Linked DNA regions of Anas platyrhynchos: region 1 is linked to region 2. Evidence: chromatin contacts called from public Hi-C data. All regions are on one chromosome and are shown on one strand. The core of a region is the stretch at or near the end of the contact, and the rest is flanking DNA. Distances in the headings are between cores, read along the strand shown. Region 1 overlaps MBNL1 (muscleblind like splicing regulator 1). Region 2 has its middle 17 kb from the start of SUCNR1.

The links. Hi-C and Micro-C count contacts between places; a contact is called where the count stands out from the background.
Region 1: a contact with region 2 is called in a Hi-C map of skeletal muscle, with 1.6 times the contacts expected there. The contact joins two enhancer-like sites. A contact is called at or near these places in 2 of 8 Hi-C or Micro-C datasets (F5 follicle and skeletal muscle).

What each region holds. Positions count from the first base shown.
Region 1 is chr9:797,852-803,504 of IASCAAS_PekinDuck_T2T, reverse strand. All of the region lies in intron 1 of MBNL1 (muscleblind like splicing regulator 1), which reads right to left. Among named protein-coding and RNA genes, the nearest start is that of MBNL1, 14 kb to the right of the region's middle. Within about 2 kb of position 3,679, at least 6 of the 8 cell types and tissues checked have an H3K27ac peak or open chromatin away from gene starts, as enhancers often do. A contact at or near this core is called in F5 follicle, where this site is marked.
Region 2 is chr9:755,647-762,183 of IASCAAS_PekinDuck_T2T, reverse strand. No RefSeq gene overlaps it. Among named protein-coding and RNA genes, the nearest start is that of SUCNR1, 17 kb to the right of the region's middle. Within about 2 kb of position 2,998, at least 4 of the 8 cell types and tissues checked have an H3K27ac peak or open chromatin away from gene starts, as enhancers often do. A contact at or near this core is called in F5 follicle, where this site is marked.

The DNA of each region.
Region 1 (5,653 bases), core at 2,430-4,929, 41 kb before region 2:
CCGTGACTCAGCAAGGGAAGCGACCGCTGCCTCTAACAGCGATTCAGCTGATGCTGGTGCTTTCAGGGAGGACAAGTGACCTGCAGGCATTGTCACTGCGCGAGATGCAGGCACCCGGCCTCGAGGACTCTCCGGCTACTTCAGCGCAAAGGAGAGCGCGTTGGCACCTCACTGCAGCCCAGGCTCTACCCCAAAGCTGCCCGTAACCTCGGGAAGGTTGCTGGGTTCAGCACCAAACCCATACCGCTGGCCACCGCCCTTCCCATGGCAGCACGGCCGCCTGCCAGCAGCGGGCACAGCACGGCCGCCGGCCTGGGGAGCACCCGAGGGACACGGCCCCAGGCTGGGTGCTGACGTGGCCGTTTCACCCTTCAGCCTGCGAGCCTCCCTGCTCAGCTCCGCTCCCCTGCCCACCCTTCCCTTGCGCCTGCTGGTCACTTTGTCATGGCATTAACCACAAACCAGGAGCCTGGGTGCAACCCTCAGATCCTTGCACACGCCAGATTAATTAGCGAGATCAAATCTGAGCTCAATTACCAGGCATGGAGAACACTCCTCGTGCCACCTCCCCGCGGCGCCGTGCCGCTGCTCCCCGCTGCAGGGCACAGCACGGCTCCGCTGCTCCCCGTGGGGGACAGGCACAGCTGAGAGCTCCCCGCACCACGTCCCGCCAGCCCAGCGCCTGCCACGTGCCGTCTGTGAGCATCCAGCGGCCCCAGCACTGTGCCCGGCCTCGCTGTGCATCCTGCTTGAGGGCAAACAGAAAGGGATGCCCCTCCAGGCGCCCAGGGCAGGGCAGCCTGCAGCAGCCTGTGCAGTGTCAGCGTGGGTCGTGGGGTGGCTGCGGTGCTGGGGCTGCTCCTGTGCCTGCTGCGAGGTCAGAGGCAGCGCCGGCAGCGCTCCAGCCTGTCCCTGTCCAACAAAACCCTGCACAGAAAGCAGAGAGCACCCTATTTTGAATACATTCTGGCCTTACATTTAGTTTGTAGCAGGCGTATTCTAGCATAGCAAAAACACAGTGCCCAGGAGCACAGGGACACTTGGTGTGATTCAGTTCAACACGTGAACAGTCTCAGGCAAGCCAGGTAACCGTGTGCCTCCAGGTATCACGTAAAAGCTCCAAATTAGTTAACAACAGCAAAAAGGAGCAATAAGAACTGTGTGACTACGCTTTACTCTGGGCAAGAAGTGCAGCGGCTCTGGGGCCATGCTATTTAAGATGGCCAAGCCCTACACTGAGCACTCGCTGCCCCCAGAGCCCGTCCCGTCCCGGGGCAGGCGGCGTGGCACAGGGCCCGCTGCCCCGCGGCCGGCACCGAGGGAGCCTGCAGCCTGCGGGGCAGAAAGCACCCGGAGATCCCGCACTGAAGCCCGCGAGCCCTCCGGCCACGTTCCAATTAACGTTCCTCGTGCTGCGTGGCAATTTTAGAGGCTTGCATAATGCCCCAAACATCCATCAGAACTGTCTGCCTCCGCTATTTTTATCAGCTTTCCCCTCGTATTTCCCACGTGGAAGATTCCTCTCTGCCCTCTGCTCAGCATCTCAGCTTACCTCCTCTTGCAGCAACACCTGCGCAAGCTACCGACGTTGAACCACGCAGCGAGGCGCCTTGATAAAAGCTCACAAAGATCACTGCTTTCCCTGAATTCTCACTCGTACCTTTACAAACTCATTTAAAAATAGTGAGCACGAAAGTTAAAAATCCTAGTCTTAAAAAACAGAATATTTGAACAGAGCTTCTGAAAAGATTTAAGGAAAATGAAGTAATTTCTACACTTACTGTGACAAAAGACAGAGTGCTAACAAGTTGTAGAAAACAAAACAAAAACCCCAAAGCAATAATTCTGTCAGTCATGCAGAAAAATGAGTGAAAGAAGTTCAAGCTACTGCACTCGAGATACCACCATTAGCTGTATTTAATTAGAAGAACGGAGCAGAGCTGTGCCTACTTTCCGCAAAAAATCACATCATAAAGGTTAATTTATGGAATAGATTGGCACAAATAAATACAGGGGCTCAGTAAAATGCTGATAAACAGCAAGATACGCTTCCGGGGGCTTTCTTCTAAGCAGCTGGCAGAGCTAAGCCATAAAAGCAAGTGTCTGCACCCCCAGAAGAACATTTTTAACTGTTACACATCAAAGGCTGAGGAGCACATAATTGCATTATTAATATCACTGATTCACTACCTTTTCTTTTGCACTGCCTGGGAAGAAGCCTCAAAGTCATTTTAAGTTCTGCCTACGTACCGAGCACCGAAGGGTTCCCACATAGAGCCACATATAGAAAGGATCGCACTTCAAAACAAAGGCACACACCCGGAGACAAAGCCCCCGTTCAGGCACTAACGAAGCTTCCAAACACGGCAAGACGCAAGTTTTGTTTGGATTTTTTTTTTTCCCCAGTTTCTGAGAGTCACAGAAAAAAAAACAAAAAACAAACTACCAGTTTGTTTCTCCTGAGTAAGCCAGGCCGTGTTTCTCAGCCCACGGGGCTGGCAGGAGCTCCCTGGCACGGAGAGCAGAGGGCACGGCACCGCCGCAGCAGGAGGGAGAGGAAGGGCACACAGAGGAAGGGCAGCTCTGGGGCCATCGGGCCGCCTCTGTGCGGGCAAACCCAGGCACACGCCTGCACCCCAGCGCTCGGGCACGTGCACTCACACAGACACGTGGTGCATCTGCTGCTTGTTTGGTAGGGTTTATTTGTTTCTGGTTTGTTTTCTTTTTCTCCAGTGAATCCAGGCCTAATTACGGTTGCCTTCAGCTTGGCAACCTGCTTGGAAAACCTGACAGATGTGCCTGCTCCACCGAGCTGCCACAGCCTGGCAGACTCCTCGGTCCGCACGGGTAAGGAGGGATTAGAGACCTCGGATGTGCCTCGACCCTATTAGTGCAGCGAGCTCTGCCCTCTCCGACAGCAGCTGCCCCCAGCGCGGGAAGCCCACCCCGGTGAGGAGCCCTGCTCCCGGCTCTGCCCCCGGCCCACCACCCCGCAGGGCTGGGCTGCGCAGGCGAGCCGCGGCCGCTCTGCCTTTTTTAGAAGGAACGATTCCCATTAACTTCTCTGGAAGGACTGGGCCCGCAGCCCAAAGCCGGACTGGGTTCCCAAGCCCTTACTCAGCCTCCCGAGCCAGGCCGGCCCTGGCGGCAGCACAGCACAGCACAGCACAGCACAGCACTGCACGGCGCAGCACAGCCCCAGCCAGAAGCCGTGCGGATGGGGCTGCAGAGGCCCCGGCCCCGCTCCTGCTGCTGCCGCTGGCCCTGCCGGCACGGCGAGCCCACGGGGGCTGCGCAGGGAGCGGTGCTGTGCTGTGTTTCACTGTGCTGTGCCGTGCTGTGCTTCACGCCCATGGTGCCCAGCAGCGGGCACGCACAGCTCCAGCACTGCTCTGTCTCGGCGTGCAGTGGCTGCAGAGTGCACACACGTGCCATCGTGCTCCCCATGCAAGTGTGAGCTCACAAAGAGCCACCCACCCAAGTCAGGAAGTGTTATTTACAGGGTCTGCAACATTTTAGTCTCCTTTCCAAAAAATACCTGCTCTAAGTTCAACCCCAAGGCCTATTGTGCTTTGCCAGATGATCCGTGACTGTCTCATGACTTATTACGTTGTTATCATCACTAAGCTTAATAAACAGGGCTGCTAAGTCTATTAATCTTCTAAAACACCAAGGCTGAAACCGTAGAAACAAAACATCTTACTACGAGATACGTAAAATGTGGTACAGTGCGATAAGGGGGATGTTCAGTGTGCGCTGCTCTTCTTTGTATGCAACTGCAAGCAAGAGAGGCACTTTGCAAGAACCAGCTCCGAATGTAACCATACTGACAAGTGGTTGAGTGGAAAAAAAATTCCTTTTATGACAAGTATGTAAGTGAAAAAACCTTCCTTTTACAACAAAAGCCTCTGTGGGAGGCAGGCAGCAAGGTGTGCTTCCAGCAGAAGAACCCGGGCTGTATTCTGAAATTTCAGCTGCCACCTGCAGACCCAGACAAAGAACCGACACCGTGCGGCGAGCCCAGCGGGGCGGGCTGCGGGACACCTCACTTCTCCAAACAGCAAGCAGCACGCCGCTCAGACCTTGAGCTGCACGGCACTTCTTGCTGTTTGCTGTGCTGGAGCTCACCTGATGCAGCTACCAACGCGCACAGCGTGCACATGCACACCCCAAAACGCCTCCGTTTGGTGTCTGTGCCGTGCCGTGCCTCGCGCCCCTGTCCGCCAGGCTCACCAAAAGGAGAACGCGGCTGCGGAGAGCTCACGTGGCTTTGGTTTGCCCTGTCCTGGCTTCCTCGGTTTTTCTGCCTAATCTGTAGATTCAAACGCAAATTACCTCTGAGTGCACTCCTCAGCATCCTAGTGACATAAGTACGTCTTTAGCTTATAAGCCGCTGCCTCTAATTAATAGCAAGCAGCAATCAGCCCATTGAAAACTGAGCTGCCTTCAGCAAGCACATGCTTAGGCCTCAGTGAGAGCTAAGGGATGAGATCTGCTGCAGGCTTTCCCTTTAGAGTACATTGAAAAGGGAGCTCTCCCAGATACCTCAAAAAAGGACTTTTCTAACATCCCCACCTCAATTGGAAACATGGGCTATCTCACTGGGTAGTGCTGACAGCACGCAGATATTTTCAAAATAATTGATACCAGAGGAAAAGCGATCCTCCTGATCCAGAGCTGGACTTCACGCCGGGGTCAGCACACACCAAGCCCCATGAAGCCATCGAACAGCCCAACAGGCACGGACAACCTCACGCACCCTGACCTGTACCAGCTCGGGTGGTGGCCACCAGAGGCTGAGGGGGGATTTCAGGCCAGCCCCCGAGGCAGAGGAGTTACTGCTGCCTCCAAGCAGGGCACGGCAACGTGTACCAGCAGTTACTCCTCTGCAACAGGAGCTGCCACTGGCTTCGCTCTCCAGAGGAAGCCAGGACAGAGGCCAGCACAGGGCACCACCCGCTGCAGGTGGGATGGGATGGGACGGGATGGGAGGGGATGGGGCAACACCGCTCACTTCAATGCCTGGCCAGGAGCTAAGCCCCATCATGAACCGCACCCCCCTCACCTTCCAACTTTTTGCACTAAACGTGTATTTCGTTGTCCCGGGATGCATTCAAGTTCCACACAACCGTGATGCAATTTTAAGAGTCCTTTTCTCTGTCCCTGTAAGCTGCTCCAAACTTTCGCTGCCACGATGGGAACTGCAATCGCACACCCTCACGGCAGGGCAGGCTCCAAACGTCACCAAGGACAGCACCAAAAAAGCACTCACATGTTTATCCTTCTGGTAAATAATTACGGGCTCACAGGAAGGAAATGCTGCTTACTTTGCTGCATTACTTGGGAAACTGAGTTTACAATATGTAATTGTTAATAAAAAAATCTGGGGCAACTGCTCTAAAGCCCCCAGAAGCACAAGCAGGGGGGGCTGCTGTGTCCACCGGCAGGGAGCAGCCACGGAGCTGACAGGGGGACGTTGTGCAGTGAGAGGAGCCACCGAACCTGGGGCAGGCGTCCCTGCCAGCCCTCTCCCCCACAGCTGCTGGCCCTACAAACCCATTCATGAAGCCTGGACCCGCACACAGCAGGGATCCGGGCCCTCGTGTGGTGCTGCTGTGCCATGGGGTGCTCCAGACCCACACCACTGCCGCCA
Region 2 (6,537 bases), core at 1,749-4,248:
CCCGGCGCAGAGCAGGGCTCCCGCTGCCCTGGCCAAGCTACACCCACACGCCTCATTTTCCTTATTTTCCAAGATATTTAACCCCATCTGACACCTGTAAGAGGTCCAGGTTCTCTGCAAGGTAATGAACACACTGCTCCCTGAGGGACAGCTGAGCAGCTCAGGCAAAAAAGAGAAGCCTGGAATTCTGAGTAACTTTTTTTTCCCTAAAAAAGCATGGATTACTAGTTACTGAAGCCTAACACGACTATTTTGGCTTCTTTATTGCCAGATTTACTTGTAAAAAAATCACAAACTTCTGCCTAAGTGAGAAATGAAAGAAAAGGCTTCCTCATCAACACGCAGACAGGCTCAGGAATAAGCAAGTGACGTGCTGCGCAGAGCAAACCCGGGCGCACCCGCAGCCACAGGCTGCCACAGCCGGCGGCCCCAGCAGCACCGCGCTCCCCGTGCCCCACGGCTGCCTGGCCTCGCTCTGCAGGGCCGCGGGTGGCAGGCGAGAAAGCGACCAAAGGCAGTGTCTGCTGGGGCACTCGGGCAGAGAAGGCTTTTCGGGGAAGCTGCAAACACCAGATGGCTCCCCCGGGAAAACACAAACAAACACAAAACCACGGCGCGCAGCGGAGCCATGGGCTGCAGATCGTGGCGGCTACGTCAGGGTGCCGGCAGCTTCGTGCTGCCTCCCAGTAACTACAGCACGGCTGCAGACAGATGAATACAAATGCAGCTTCCGTGCTGCCACTGTGGTCAGAATGACACCTTGTAAAAGCATGAGTGACTCCAGTGATCCGCTACCCAGGGACGTGAATGGAGAGTGGCCAGGCGGGGTCCCCGCAGTGCCAGCCCCACTGGGGCAGGGGAGCTGTGCCCGCTGCCAGGGCCGTGCCGTGCTGGGGGTACCAGCGGAGCAGCCCCCGTTACCCATCGCTGGGGATCGGTCGTGCAGACTGCAGCTTGCACTTGAAACAGCCCAAATTCTATGCTTACAGCAGCAGCAAGCGGCTGAGCTGAAAAAACTTCCCAGGTAGTCTGAGGAAAGAAAAAATTCACCTTCGGTACCCCATTACAACGCTCAGGTCGGTGCCCACCACATCACCCTGCTCAGCACGCGTGCGACCAGGCATGGCGGGGACACTTGTGCCACAGGACCCATCAAGCAGACACAGCTTCTACCACAGGAGGAGGCATCCCATTTTTCAAACACCTTAGGAAAAAGGTGTTTGGCACTCAAAGGCAGCATCAGGTTTCAGCACTGGCTGCCAGAATTTTTGCAAGGAACTGTCCTTCAGGCTTTCCATGCACCTCTGTTTTCCGTGCACAGAAGACTCTGAAGTTTTCCAGGAGAACTCCCTAAAGAAGTGCTCTTCTTGTTTCCCCTTTCAGCTGATCCATGCCAAGAACAAGCAGTATTTGCCAAGACCAAAATTCCTTTGCAGGGAGGCTCCCCTGTGACTCGCCAGTGCCGCGCTCCGTGGGCTGGTGCTGCACCTGCCCTTGGGCAAGCTGTGCCCTGGCCTCACGCTGCCTGCACAACCCTGCAAACCTGAGCAGGGAAGGAAAAGCACCTCCCAAAACCTCCGTGTGAGTATGCAGTGTGATGTTAAGCTGATGTCTGAGCCTTTGTAAGATCAAGAGTTGTTGTTTTCATGCCGTTCAATCCCAATTTAGCAGTGAATTATTTCCTACTCTGTATACATTCCTGTTGCGAAGCCACCTGTAGCTGTGGGTACCATTGCTTGCTTCATGCAAATTTCAGTAAAGCCACCCAAATCTCTGGCAATGACGAGGAAATCATACGCAGCAGTGAGCTGACGTATGAACAAAGCATCCCTGCGAGATCTCCATCTCACACGACGTGAGAAGCATGAACTGCGGGCACTGTGACAGGAACAGGCATTTGAAGAGCTGACCCTTGTTCCCCCCGCAGGACCTGGGGGTCCACCCGTGGCCAAGGGGCATCAGGCACCCCGGACATGTCCTCAGGCAGGGAGTGCTGGGCCAAGAGCTCTGCCCGCCTGCCCCAGGCTTTCCCCATGGCTGGGACCCACGCCAGAACCCACAGGCACCGGGGCAGCCGTGGGGTGGCATGGCCCCAGCACCACTGGGGAGGCACAGCCAAGTTCTTGAGGAGAGCCTGAAACTTGCCATAGGGTGATCAAATGCATTGGGTGGTAATGCCATGAAGAGCTCCCTAAAACGCACAGAAATTAATTGAAAATGAGATAAGATAAAACAACCTGAGTATCCAATAGGCACTAAAAATAAATTGCTTTCCCATATCAGGAAAAAGTTATTTCCCCACAACAGAACACATACATGAAACCTCAGACAAAACAACCTTGCTTAGGGTAGCAGATTCATGAATGATTCCCAGCAAACACACTAATACGTTTTGAAATACACAACACAAACCAGAATTTGTCCCTGTACCATAAAGAAAGAAAAAAAAAAATTAGAAAGGTAAAATATTTTTAAGCAGAGAAAAAATACATTATTAGATTTAAAGTTATGGTAATCTGAACTACATACATAATCTTTTTAATTCAGGCCTTTGTAGCAATGTACTATAACAGGATAATGTTTGTTTTTACTGGCTGCTACTTGCCCTGCAGAAATCAGGAGCCATTGTGCTCGTTCAGGAGGAGGATTTCCTCTAGTAAACTTGCCAGTACAAAAACAATCACACATTCCGATAGCTTTATTTGGTTATAAGAATGGTAAACTCGTAAGGCAGTATGAGCTATTCCATAGAAAAAGATTAGATGTAGGCAGCCCAAGGTTCACCCATTTAAAGTAACACAAGTTCGAAAGTTTCCATTAGCTGATTATAGGAAATAAGACATAATTATTTTCTTGGCTTTTTTTTTTTTTTTTAAAGGAAAAAAGAGAGTCCATTTTTTTTTTCTAAAGCTAGCTTGCACCAGCTACCACAAGGCACATGGAAATGGCACATTTTAATGATTCAGACATTTGAGTCATTTGCCTTATAAGCAGAGGATCGAGGTGTAACACAGCCCAAGCTCCCACGCGTGCATTCCCCTCGTAGCCTGCTGCAGACTGGCTCCTGGCTGGTAGTCTGGGTTACATTTGATTCCATACTTTCATTTACACAGGACATTTCTGAGTACTTCTGCTTGTAAACCAGCTTTATAGTATAGTATTTTTGCACATTATCTCACATTTGCTGCATCTGCAACAATTTATATGACTAGAAAAGGGAGACCTTGTAAAAGCTTATTGATTTGAATAAATATCTGAAGTACACTTCAGGGACCTGTTGCTGAAAAAGCAGAAGGAAGCAATATAGCACATCAAAGCACTCCTATTTCTAATTTTATATTAAATTTGATATTGAGATGCTTATTAAAGCAGTATTTTCCACTGCAAGATACACAGTATATAATTTTCTTTGAAGAAGTTCTAAACTTCTCTAAAAACCCTCTAACAGCTTGCTAATGCTTAGCATGCAGCTACACGTTCTACACGTTTTATAACACACACTCCTATAGAATCCCTCTGAATGTATCTTAGCAAATCACTATTAATCATACATAGCATGAATAAGTAGCAATCTTGTAAGCTGGATACAGTCCAATTATATTTTAATATTCACTCTATTAAGGAAAAAAAATCAGACTGAGTAGAAACCAGAGGAACCCCCTAACAAATCAGTGATGCTGCTCAGACGTACCTTACAGCATGGAGCTGAGTGTTCCCCTGTTAGATCGACAACACGACAGTGTTACACCACGATGGGGCCTCAAAGCAACCAAAACCCACGGGAACAATGGTCTGAGCTCCCAGGCGGTCTGCATGGTGCCCATCACAGCATCGCCCCAGTTCCTCAGACACCCCACTGCTGCTTCTCACCTTGCAAACAGAAACCCCTTAGGGAGAGCGGCTCTCTGCTAAGCTGACAAAGCCCAAGCCGTGCCTGTGGCTGCAGCTGGAGACATGCAGGCAGTCCTGTCCGCAGAGCCAGGAGCTGAGCCAAACACCCCCCCTCCCTCTTCACCCCTTCCACCCCACCAAACCCATGGGTGCAGCTCCCCAGCCTGCCCCTCACCCTCCGCCGCCTGCCCCAGGGCCCTGCACCAGAGCACCACCGGCATTTCCTGGCCATCACCCACCCAGGGTTCCCCAGTTCTCCGTGACACTCTCATAGCTCTTCTCTTGCTTCCTGAATTAGGGATTCTGAAGCTGAATTGTAACTTTATACTGCATAGTGTCACCTCAAAGGTATCATAGCCACCATACTATGTCAATCCTGGCACTCCGTAAATTCTGGGTTATGGACCAGTTAGAGTTTAACACCTTATGCTGTGAGAATGAATGCTGCACATGTGTACCACATGTCTTTAAAATTCATGTGTCATTTCAAAAATATAATTCTCTACAGCTGAATTAGACAATGATTTAAAATAAATAATTTCAATCTGTTCCTGCTAACACACATGTAAGGCTCTGCAGTCTACAGAAATAAAATGAAAGCTAAATGTGAACGCTAAGCTTGAGCCTGGGGCAATATTTTCTCCCAGCTAATTTAGAAAACTATAAAGGTAATATTTTATTATGGAAAGAGTCATGTGCTTTCACCACTAGCTTTACTGCTGTTGTTTTTGTGCGTAGTGCAGCTCTTTTCTAAACTTTCTATCATGCAGTCTCATGGGCTGTACGTAACACCAGCTCAGGCTTCAGGTTCAACAGCCAACACGTGCCGCATTTCACCTCCTTTCTTTCCCTCACGGAGGAAGAGAAGAGGTTTCTCATAGCAGGCTCCTGGATAACGACCCTGCCTGGAGGGCAGCCCTGGCAGAGCGCTCGCTGCAGACACTGCGGTGGGAGCGAGGGGAGCTGAGCAGCTCCAGGGAACTTCACGGGAGCCTCATGACAGAGAGCAGCTACGGGCCTGGAAAGGAGCACAGCCTGGCAGGTGCAGAAGAACGAAGGAGGACGGGTAGAAGCAATTAGGAAAGCGAAACAACTGCACGGCCCTGGAGATTCTTTAAAAGCTGTATGTATGTAAGGAAGCGGTGGAGAACAGCGTTACCTTGCAGGGGCGAGAGACTCATGTTCTGCTGGGCCCTGCTCAGCACGCACGGGATGCTCGGAGCCTCCATGTTCCCCAGCTCACAAACACAGGTGGCATTTCTGAGCTTGGGACACACACACACAGCACACACACCTCCAGGGACAAGTATGCACTGTATGTCACCAAACTAATGGTAAGAAAAGTCTACAGATGCGCACATGTAAAAAGCCTTAAGGGAAGAAAAGAATTAATCTAATTATTACTACCAGGTATTTACATAAAGAATGGAAGGGATAACAACAGTAAGTAGCTGTTAAATGACCTGGTTAACAAAAGCTTGGTGGGTTCATTTTTCCGTCTCCTAAGGATCCCTTCTATAACGCTACTGGTTGTAACAGATGATATTAGAGGTCACATTGGCAACAATGGGTTTTTAAATCATGCTTTATTACAGTCCTCCAGTTACGATAATGCATTGTGGCCTGCCCTCCGCTGGGGCACGGTGGCATTCCAGCTCTGACTTCATTTAGAGCACAGTGAAGAATCGCAGTTTAATTTCAATGCAAAAAAAAAAAAGACTTCACCAGGCTGATCTAAAAACACAGTAACATGTTTCCAAATTTCAGGTATGAATGTTGGTAACTTCCTTCAACAATACTGAAATAAAAGGTGCTTTGCATTTACATGTCACTGACCCCTCATCTGTGTTTTTAGTATGTGACATGCGATTTGCTTATCTCATTCTAATCACTTGCCATCTGCTTAGGGATCTCCTTTGCTTCATTGCTGTCATGCTTTCAGAGTCACAAGGTAGTCCTGACAAAACAGGAGGAGACCATACACAGACCTTCAGAGTCTGTGGACAGAAATACATGCCTTTAAAAACGTCTGATTTACTCAACATCAACCACTCATACAAGCAAGAGTATTGCTCATGCTCATATGCTCATCAAGTGAATTTTTAGTCAATAGTTTCTATCCTAATACTATTACTCAATTTTGTTTTTACATTTCATCATCTGCAAATTCAGTTTATTGAAGATCATGAAAATTTTCCCCACTTCCTGACCTCAGTGTTAGACAAGTCCAATAAAACTAATTTGTATGCCACAATGACTTCTTCCATTTGAAATTAGCTCAAAAGACAATTGTGTGGGTTTGTAAACATAGCAAACAAATTAAATTGGTACAGAAACCACACTCTCCTGCGAGCTTACACATCTGACATGCTGCAAGCATCACTGATTGCAAAGAAGTAAAACCACGTTCCAGAGATGAGCTTCACCCTTTCTCAGGAAAACCACATGGCCCTTGCTGCTGCCAGGCTGCCCACGAAACACTTCGCCCAGCCCAAAGGGCAGCTCTTGCTGCAGCCCCAGAGGAGAGGGCTGACTGATGGAAGCAAAGAGGCAAGTGTTAGGCTTGGGACAGGCTGAGTGGCATTCACCCTCTGCTCAGATGAATCATTCTAAGTATTTAAATGTTTCATAGGGTAGACTCCCTTT